Linked DNA regions of Gossypium hirsutum: region 2 is linked to region 1. A link is a contact called in public Hi-C data. All regions are on one chromosome and are shown on one strand. The core of a region is the stretch at or near the end of the contact, and the rest is flanking DNA. Distances in the headings are between cores, read along the strand shown. Region 1 holds the start of LOC107929374 (RGG repeats nuclear RNA binding protein A). Region 2 holds the start of LOC107929377 (ethylene-responsive transcription factor 5).

Region 1 (5,366 bases), core at 1,464-3,963:
ATTTTATATTATTTTTTATATAAAAACAAATTTTAAAAATATAATATATCAAATACACTAAAACATTAAAATAAATGTTTCTATATAAATTGAAAATACATTAAAAAACGTTTTTATACTTAAACAACACTAAAATAGTTACAAATTAGTAAGTAAATACATCTAAAATAATAGCAAAACTAATAAAAAAAACTAGACTTATACAACATTCAAACAATAACAATATAATAGTAGCAATATAATACTAAAATGGCTGCAAAACAATAGCAAGAAAAAAGTTTAGGCAAATCCGGGTCGGTTGGGCCCGAACCAAAAAATCTTACCTGAGATTTGATATGTTTAAGAACTAGACTTTATTTTTTATCCAAACTCATTTTTCAAGCCTATACTTTACCTAAATACTTCTATTTTTCGAACAAACCTTCAAGCCTATACGAATGTCAGGACTAATTTCCATACTAATTTCATCATATTTCATCGTTTCCTAAAATGGAGGTATCATGGGCGTAAATAAGTTTTCTGTAGCTGGAAATATGTTTTTCAATTAAGATACTAAAACTATAATAAGTAATGGTAATACATATTTTTAATGCAATATTGAAATTAGCCACAGAGCATGCAATTAAACCACAACTTTTTTAGAGACATTATAAGATGTTAATCTCATTAGATTTTTTTTATTTAATTTAATGCTAAAATCCCGATTATTTCCTTAATTTAATAAATCTTCAACTATATAAATTATTTTAACCCAGTTATACGATTTCCCCAAGCCTTTAAAAGGGACCATTATCGTCAAAGCTAAGAATCTCTTATCTTCTGCTTCTCAATTTAATCTCCTTTCCATTTTAGGGAAAATTAAGCTATATTTCAATTTTTAAAAATTAGGGATTTAGTTCATTTATTTTGAAACGTATAATAAGACGTGTATTTGTCACGTAACTTTGTCTCGTTCTAAAGTCGAGTTTTTTACAGTTAGATTGCTAACGATTAAAAAATCACCGTCGTTGATTTTCTAACCATTGAGACCAACGGCTATTTAGACCAACGGTCACATTTCTTGATTTTCTAACCGTTGAGACCAACGGCTATTTAGACCAACGGTCACATTTCTTGATTTTCTAACCATTGAGACCAACGACTAATTAGACCAATTATCACATTTTTCCAATGGTCCATTTTTTTTTCTATATATACCTTATAATTTTTAATCTTTTTCATTCAATTATATTCTCCCAACTGCAATAAGGTTGATCGGAGGTCTTTTAATATCAAATAAATCTCGAAATTTAGTACATTTAAGGTGGCTATTACATTATATTGAGAGATGTGGCGGGAAATTGAAGCACAAAAATTAAAATCGATGGTTGTGTACTCCTTCTTCAGTCATGGGCATGGTATTGCTTATCATTTTTACGTCCCCAAGTAAACTTCTCTTATCAATTCCCACTCGTAATAAGGTAAGATTCATTTAATAATATAGTTATCATATTATTTTTTTCATTATTATATTTTGGAATAACATATTGTTTGAATAGGTGGAACAATGACGCTAGTCATATGGGTATCCCGAACGAGCTTGAAGATATCGGTTATTGTTAGACCAACAGTCAGAAGTCGGGATTAGTTTTTGAAAATTTCAATTATATAATAATGGCGTAAGGATTTGAAATTAAATATTAGGTATGTAAAGCTTAAATGGACGTCATACTCTGGTTCTAGAGAATTCAAGAATGCATCTTGGTCGAATTTTTTACGAATCACAATATTTGGCATGTCAATATGTCATTGATAGTTTTTGCAACGATTGAGATGCACAAATTTGATTGGGTGATGCACTGGTTTGAGTTTATGCAAAATATTCTGCCTTCACCCTAAGAGCTCGATGTTTTGCTGCTGTTTTCCTATTGTTTTCCTATCATTTCACTATTATATTACTACTATTTTGTTGTTATTGTTTGGATATTGTACAACTTTGTTAATTTTGTTACTATTTTAGAGGCATCTAGTCATTAAGTTGTACCTATTTCAATGTTATTTAAGTACAAATTTTAATGTATTTTTTCAATTTGTAAGGAAGCATTTATTTTAATGCTTTTTATGTATTACATTTTTTTAATTTTTTATATAAAAAAATTTAATATAGTTCAAGTTTGGATTTAATATCTATAATTCAAGCCAAGCTTAGACAACAATTTAGGCCTGTTTTTTGGGTCAGACCTGATCCGAACCTATTAAACGAGCTTAAAATTCTATTAGGGTCTCGCCCAAACCCGACCTGACCTATAATCAGTTGTTAATCCAATTTACATTCTAAAATATTTAGTAAATTTGTTTTAAAATGGGGCTTGATAGGCATGGTGTCTTGATAAAACTTTTGTCGGGAATTTTTTACAATAAAATTAATCTATAACACAAATTAAGTCCATGAATATAGAAACTAGTTATATGATAAAATTTATGAAAGGAAAAGAGAAGAAGAAAATTGACATAGAAAAACCTTAAAATTCAAAATCAAAATCGAAGAATTTACTGATTATTTGAGTAAAAGTTTTTTATTTTAAAAATACCAATTTGACTTCAATTATTAAATTCTTTGAGATTAAACTTTAAAAGTGCAAAGAGTATAGGGATCGGGTGTACACAATTAGACCAAAACAAAATGCACACAAGTCTTAAAATGAGCTCGGCCGCACATTAACAAAACAAATAGGGTATTTTAAGATTAGGTCTAGCGTCACTCTTATTTCTCTGCCGCATTGGTTAGGGTTTACTGAGCCACTCTCACATTACTTTTTGTGTGTTCTCTTTGTCTCCCCAATTTCTTACCTTCCTAACATCAACCTTAGATCTTTTCTTTTTTCCTCATTAATTCGCTTCCATGGCTTCAACCATATCTTAGGGGTTCTCTTGATTGCTGTTTCTTTTTAAGTTAAGAAAAAAAGAAGAAAAAAAGCTGAAGTTTTCAGTGTCATCTCTTAAACGTTAACAATGGCAACCAAGAACCCTTTCGATCTCTTGGATGATGATACTGAAGACCCAAGTTTGCTTATTGCTGCTGTTGAGCAGCAAAAGCTTGAAAAGCCTAAGAAAGCTCCTGCTTCGACTCCAGCTGCGGCTCAGCCTGCTAAGTCTGCCAAGCTTCCCACCAAGCCACTACCTCCTTCTCAAGCTGGTGACTTTCGTTTCTTCTTGCCTTTTTCTTTTTAACGATTGTCTGTTTTGATTTGAAAATAGCATCCATAAAAGTAGTCAATTTGTTTCTTGTGTTGATTCGGTAACTTAGTGAATTATCTTTGTTGTGATTGGTTTTTGGATTGATGTAAGGTTTATTGGATTAGAGATATATGTAAAACAAAATAAATATGGGGATTTTGTATCTCTCATTAATCTGCTCTTTTGTCAAATCTTACGCCTACTTATTATTTTGTTGGAATGATTTTATTGGGATCTGGTCATTGTAATATTCTTGCTTTTATTGCTGACCTTAGCTTTAGATTTTGTTGGCTTATTGACAAATACTTTTAATCATTGACATGCTGCGTGCTTACTCATTTATCCCGCATTTTCCCTGTCCTTTTATGTAGTGAGAGAGGCTAAGAATGAGCTTGGACGCGGAGGTGGCCGTGGTAGTGGAAGAGGCCGTGGCCGTGGAGGCAGTGGGTTCAACCGTGATTCCAGAGTCAGCGATAACTCCAATGGGTATTCAGGAGGGTACAGACCCTCTGAAGAGGGAGATGGGAAGCAGTATGAAAGGCGCGGCGGCTATGATGGGCCTCGAGGTTCTTTCCGAGGGGGTCGCCGTGGTGGTTTTAACAATGGAGATTCTGGAGAAGGGGAACGCCCTCGCAGGCAGTATGATCGCCACAGTGGGACTGGACGTGGGTTAGTATTTTTCCACTCTTGGTTGTGTGATATGTTTTCTATGATCTCTCTATTGGTTTCTGTTTTGTTTAACCATTGATGGCATCATTTGTCTATACAGGAATGAATTCAAGCGTGATGGTTCTGGACGTGGAAATTGGGGTAGTTCTACTGATGAGATTGCACCGTTAGTATCTTTTTTCTCAATATCTCTTGCAGCATGCATTAAAAATGTTCCTTATTTGATATGTCTTATACATGTTTAAAAATGTACTTATGTGTTTATGTGATGTGAGCTCATCATCATTATCTGCTATTTTGGCCAAAATAAGGGAGACTGAAGAAAATGTCACTGAGAATGAGAAGAAGAGCACTGAGAAGCAGTTTGGAGATGAAGATGCTGCTGATGCCAACAAGGAGAATGCTGCAAATGAAGCCGAGGAGAAGGAGCCTGAAAATAAGGTAGTTTTTTTAATCGCAGTTATGGTTTTGGTTTTGTCGGAAGGTAGTGGTCGGGTAACAATAGTATTTTGGTGATTTCCCTCTATGTTTACTCGTTAATTAGTGATTATGGATAAATAGTATATGCTGATATATGCACCTGGAACTGTATTCTTTATGGGCCATGTGTCTATCATCATTACATTTAAAAGCAATAATTTTTGAAGTGCATAGGATCAGTAGTTGAACTGTAGTTGTAATACAGGTGTTTGTGGAGCCCATTTAAACTAATGAACTTAACTAGGTAATATTTGTTGGAGGAATTTATGTTACTTGAAATACTGGTTAAATTTCACATTCAATAATTATGAACCGGCCAGACTTTCTACTGGAATCAGCTTTAGGGTGATCCAATAATCAACTTGGTTTGGATTTGCCATGTTTAATAAGTCTTTCATGTTAACGTTCTAATTTTGAATGTGTATTTATTCTCCGTCTGTTTTAGGAGATGACATTGGAAGAATATGAGAAGATTCTCGAGGAGAAGAGGAAAGCTTTGGATGCCCTCAAGACTGAAGGAAGGAAAGTTGATGTCAAAGAGTTCGAGTCCATGCAACAACTTTCGAACAAGAAGAGCAATGATGACATCTTTATCAAACTGGTAAAATTTCTGAACTCTCTCTTGTTATATTGTAATCTGTGCTGGGATATTGACTGGGCTTTTTGTTTGTTAGGGATCTGAAAAGGACAAGCGCAAGGATGCTGATAAAGAAGAAAAAGCCAAAAAGGTTTGCATATTTTTCTCAATTTATAGATTGATTATCATCATTTTGTTTAACTAAGTATTGATGCACCTTTGGAGTTTGTATCGCGTAATTAAGTAGAATATGTTTCTATCTTTTCTGAATATGCTTCTTCGGTTCTTAGGTGGATGGGGTTCTGTTCATTCACCATTATTGCATGTTTGAATCCTGTTTTGATTTTCCTTTCACCATTCTTTAGTTAATTATAACTGATTTGGGGGCCACACCCAGTTGTCTTCAAGCTTTTTTTTTCTCTTA
Region 2 (5,576 bases), core at 1,486-3,985, 260 kb before region 1:
GTGAAACATTTTCAATTTTATAAAAATAGAATGAAAGTAGTGAAAATCCGAGAGCTGACTTTTACCGCTTGAGGTTGGCAAAGTGAAGCTAGTATTCAACGTTAATTGTCAACCTGCATGCTTCACCAGTACTCAAATCCTATCATTTCATCCTGTTAATTGTTGTCAAAACCATATCTCTCTTTCTTTCTATCCTTCCATCCACTTATTTTTCTGGAAAAACCTAACTCTGATATATCTGCTACAAATATTAAACCAGGGAATATTCAATTTTACATTAGTCATGAGATGGGTTTGCATTATAGGATTGATTCAATTTGATGTTAAATCATAACAAATCATGTATTTTAATAAAATAATACTATTAATTTCATTGAAAGAGAAGCCTTAAACTGCTGAATTCTCCTCTTCAATTTCAGTTGATTTATTAGATGATTGCATTCGTTTATAACTAAAATAGAATATTTTGAGTTTCAACATGTATAGTGAAAAATAAATTTAATAAAATATACTTTTAGGTAATATTATTTTTCATAAATTAAGTATCACATTCTTATATTCGAGTTAAATGAACCAAATAAGGTGTAGTTAATTGTTTCATTTCTCTGTTAAAATTTTGGATGTGACAAATAGGTGGTTGTTATGCACCTATAACAACATCTAAGAAACCTATGAAAACATTTGAGATTTAAATAATATTCGAAATTCTTTTTTATATTTTCAAATTAAAAACTATAATATATTTATAAGTTTAATTTAGATAACATATTTAATAAAATTTACAAATGCAATTTTATTTATTAGAGATTATTTTCATTTAGTAAAATATTGTTAAGATTTTTATATAAAATTTAAACATTTTATTGAAATCTAAATCAATCTTTCATCTTCTTATAACCCCTTATCCTATTTATATATTAGAAAATGAGGAGTCTATATAGGAGTATGCTATTATTCTCATCTATTATTTTTGTGTTCTTTGTATTATTATCATTATTTTATAACAAAATCATATGTTAACTACAATTTATTGGATTAATTCATTCAAGAATATTCCTAATTTTACTAAAATTGGAGACAAAAGATTATAAGGAATTAGTTTAGATAAGAGTGAACTTCTCTTATTGTATTAGAGAATAAAAATAAAATATAAAAAATTGGTTCTACAACAAAGTAAACTATTATAAGAATGATGGTTTTTACAAATAATTTTATATTATGATAATGGAGGTAATTTTTTTTATGCATCTAAAATGAATTTTTTTATTAAAAATAATAATATTTTTTAACAAATATAATAAAAATAATTTATTGACGTAATAGAAAGTAAATCCAAGTATACAACCAAAATATACAACCCAAAAAGAATTCCACGTCTTTCATAAAATATCCACGTCACTGCTCTCCATTTCAAACACTAGCATCATCATACAACCATAACATGAGAAAACCCTAACGGTGATAATAGTGGCACGTTAAAAATCTCCTTAATTTCATTGTCCAAATCCCAAAACGCTGTCCAATTTGACGGCGTCAAAGGCGCATCACCGTTGTCTCTCGCTTTCGTCACGTTTTCGCTTTCTCTCTTCACCACCTTTGCCCGTTTTTCTTCTCCTTCGCTGTTATCTCTGCTCCGTTTCCTCTCTCCGTCACTGGCACCTGACTCCAGCTTCCCGGCTTCGAGAGGGAAATTAAGGATGGCTTTTGAGCCACGTAGCTTAAAAGCGGCTCGGTCGTAAGCCTTAGCGGCTTCGATGGCTGTGTCAAAGGTCCCTAACCATATCCTAGAACCTCTTCGCGTCGGATCTCGGATCTCCGCCGCGAATTTCCCCCACGGCCTTTGTCGGACTCCTCTATAGTGCCTATTGTCTTCAGAATTTGATTTATTCGGTTTGGGCCGAGTTAAATCCGGTTTGTCAAATTGAATCCACTCCACCTTATGGGGTAACGAGATTTTTAGCGACGGCTTTCGAATCTTAGAGTTACAACCCGAGGAAACTTGAGGCTTTGCCGTTGAAAGTTCAGTGATTTTAGGTTTGGTTTCAAATTCTAAGGAACTGGCATTGGATGGGAAGGACTTAGGTGTTATGAGATCTATAATTTGAGGTTTCGACTCGTATTCGAAAACATCACTTCCGTTTGGCTGGAATCCACGGAAATTGGGAGAAAATTTGAAGAGATCATCATTTTCAAGGCAATTAAAGTTAGCCTCTGTGAGAGAGGAACCAGAGCTCGAAGTTTGTGAGTAAAGAGATTCAGGTTGAGAGGTAGAAACTTCCGCTTTTACCTCATTTATCCATCGATTTTCATTGGAAAAATTCCCCAATCCCACAGGAGAAAGTTCATCAAGTAAATAGTGTTGGATATATTGAAGCGCGGTTGATATTTCACTGCTTGTTTCCATAACCAACAAATTGAAAAAAGTTTGAGAAATTTTAGAGAACAGAAAAAGGAAAGAAACAAATGATTGTTGTTGCGGGTTTAAATTAAGAAAGGATTTTCAGGTTTTTTGCCTGAGAGTAGAAGGGGAGAGTGGAAAGGTATTTATAACGCATGAGGAAGGTTGAATTTGAAGACTTGTCAAACTTTTCAACGGGGCTTCGACGATGTATGAAGGTTCAAGGAAGCTACAAACTTTTGTTTTTTTTCACTGTGCAAAAGGGGTTTGTACCAGGTTGAATATTTCACCATCTGATTCCTTGAAAAAGTGGGTCAAATCGAGGATCAGACGGCTAGTGCTTGAGGTAATCTAATTTGCTAAGTTCCATATTATTATTAGAATAATTTATGTTTGTATCTCCTTTGTTGCCTTCTTGTTGCTTGCATTTCTTGGCTGGTTCTAAAAAAGGTTCTCCTTTGCATAAAAATATTTGACAAAGTTTCATAAAACAACTGTTTTAATGATTACGTTAAAGCGTTATTAAGTAAAAGACAAAATTTTCTTGGAGGATGGTTTGGTCAACTGATGTAGCGGTAAACATGGATTAAGATGGAAGCTAATAATACAATATTGAACTTTAATCTTTCTAGAATGTTTTATTTGATTATTACTATTTAACTTGCAAGCAAAGAAGAAGGCTTTACAGGTTATACAAATCCAATTTACATTTGGGTAAATACAAATGGTGTGTGAACTTAAGTTTATTTACCTATTCTCATGTTAAATGCGGATATGTTCAAATTCAAACCCTAGTTCTATGGTGGGGTGGGGGGTGGGGGACTATTTTCTAAGCTTAATTAAATTTCATCCAGGAGCAGTGTACAAGGATCAAATACGATGGCCGGACAACCCTAGGAGTAATAACATATTGAGAATAGAGACAATCATAAGCACTGATGTAATAATAAACAATTAATTAAATCACAAAAGACAGATGGGTTTGCTTTGTTCTTTCATCTTTCTTTTATCATTACTAGGTCTGCAATGAAATAATTTTCTATTTCCTTATTTGGTTTTTTTTATTAGTTTTATTTTGGGCTTTTGGCTAAGTCTATATATATATATCCATACATCAATGCTTGTGTTGTGAAACCTCTTCTGAAGAATGATATAATTAAAGCTTTGATGGAGTAGCATGGCCAATGAATAGATGTTTAGGTGAGAAGTGGTCAATCTGCGGTGTTGTATTACTGATTCCATGTCTTGAGTATCCACTTGGTCTCAAACTCAACCACTCCGATTGTTTTATATGATAAATGCATGTAAAGTGCCTGAGAGCTCATTTTCAAACCTAACCTAACCAAGTGGATTGATGAAAGCTTAAACCGAATCTAAGCGTATTATTGCCAATTCTTAAGTTGTAGCGAAATCATCGAGTTGTAATTATCGTTATGGATAAAGTCATTGCTTAAAGACTTGGGAAATGCATTGATTCATAAAATCTAGAAGCATTTATCGAGTCGTAGTTGGACAAGTATATATGAAAGATGCTTTTTTTTCCATTGTTTTTTACAAGGATTTGTTTTTGTCAATCATAAAAGTATACTCCTTTTAATTTTATGTTATCAATTTTAGATGTAACTGTTCATTATTATACATTTGTTATCCCCTTTGGTGCTAAAAAAAGTTGGTAATTTTGCATGGACTCAGGTTTGAACTTCAAACGTTAAGAACACGAGGATCCAACAGGATCAAGTTGCACAAGTTCATTAAGCCTTAAAAAAACCACAACAATGGGGAAATTGTTCATGGAGAATTGGATTTAGCAATCATGCAGCTGACCCAATGGTATATTATCTTCTTTTAATTTGATATGCTTTGAGTTATTTTATTTGTTTAACTGGGAAATTTACTTAAAGTTTTGACAAGATCTAAACTAATCAAACGTGTATTCTCTGCCTTCTTTGACCTAGTTTAGGGAAGTTCCTTTCATTATTATTCCTCTGTTAACTCATTGATTTTAAAGCCTAATTTTTACTAGGTCATACACTGTTTTAACATCTTAGATCTTAATCTAGATCTCTTTCCTCCAGATCCCCTTTGAATCGTGCTAATGTCAAATTGTGTTGGATTCAAATTTCCATTTACTCATAGCCTACTTGAGTTATTGTGTTGGATTCAAATTTCCATTTACTCATAGCCTACTTGAGTTATTGTGTTGGATTCAAATTTCCATTTATTCATAGCCTACTTGAGTTAAAGTTTGTCTGAGTTGGTTGTGAAGAGTTCATGAATACTCGAGACTTTAAATTCTTCATCAAGCATGATTGCAGTAACTACTATTCAGAGAGCCACTTTAGTCTTAATGGTATAACTAAATCATGAATAGCTTAATTTTGCTAACTGAACCCAACTTGTGTAAGCATTTTCGGCGAATTTAGCCTATTTAGTACTATGAAATTTATGAATAAGACGAGCACACAAATGAGCACTAGGTGGATTTTGGTCAAGTAATGGAAGCAGATAGTAGGCTATAAGAACTGCAAGACTGCAGAGAACTGTTGGAATCATCTAGGTAGAAATGGGACGGTTTTGATGTTGTTTGAAGAAAGTAGGGTTGATGATAATATGTTCAAGAATCAAAGATAGAAAAGAAAAAATATATATCATTGCATTGTGATGAGCTTGTGCTCAGTGTCAACTTAAATGAGAGATTTGGTGATAGTTTTCCTGGGTTATTGTAAGCTTTTATCCTTAATATTCTTTATTAGGAATTAGGAAGAAGCCCCCTTCATCATCTCCATGTCTTGTATGGATATGGAGATTGGAGAAGGAAGGGGCTCATGGCTCAGCTTTTCATGTTAGCTTCCTTTCCACCCTAGAAAGGTCTACTTACTAATGGAAAACTTTCCCGGAACCATAATCAAAATTATTAATTAGGCAAATCATTGGAGAAAAAGGAGATACCTTTTCCAATTTTATGATCTCGTATTAATAGTTGAACTTTGGATATTCAGAAGCAGCTGTTTGTCCTTAAGGTTTTGTTAAAATGGGAATCAAATTAGGAAAATGAAAAATTGAAGGGGAAGAAAAATAAAAGATAGATTTTTTTTTTCTTTTTCATTAGTTTGCTTGGCAGGAAAGATGAAAAAAGGGAAAAAAAATTCTGACCATCTATTACTTGGTGAAGTTGAAA

What was found. Hi-C and Micro-C count contacts between places; a contact is called where the count stands out from the background.
Region 2: a Hi-C map of leaf shows a contact between it and region 1, with 1.7 times the contacts expected there. The contact joins the promoter of LOC107929377 here to the promoter of LOC107929374 in region 1. A contact is called at or near these places in 10 of 34 Hi-C or Micro-C datasets (anther, callus, leaf and 2 more).

What each region holds. Positions count from the first base shown.
Region 1 is chrD08:57,674,400-57,679,765 of Gossypium_hirsutum_v2.1, reverse strand. LOC107929374 (RGG repeats nuclear RNA binding protein A) reads left to right here and starts at 2,713. Exons shown (of 7, transcript XM_016860773.2): 1 at 2,713-3,175; 2 at 3,588-3,885; 3 at 3,986-4,051; 4 at 4,197-4,326; 5 at 4,811-4,966; 6 at 5,040-5,093. The coding sequence starts at 2,992.
Region 2 is chrD08:57,934,041-57,939,616 of Gossypium_hirsutum_v2.1, reverse strand. LOC107929377 (ethylene-responsive transcription factor 5) reads right to left here and starts at 2,735. Exons shown (of 1, transcript XM_016860775.2): 1 at 1,282-2,735. The coding sequence starts at 2,404. The coding sequence ends at 1,427.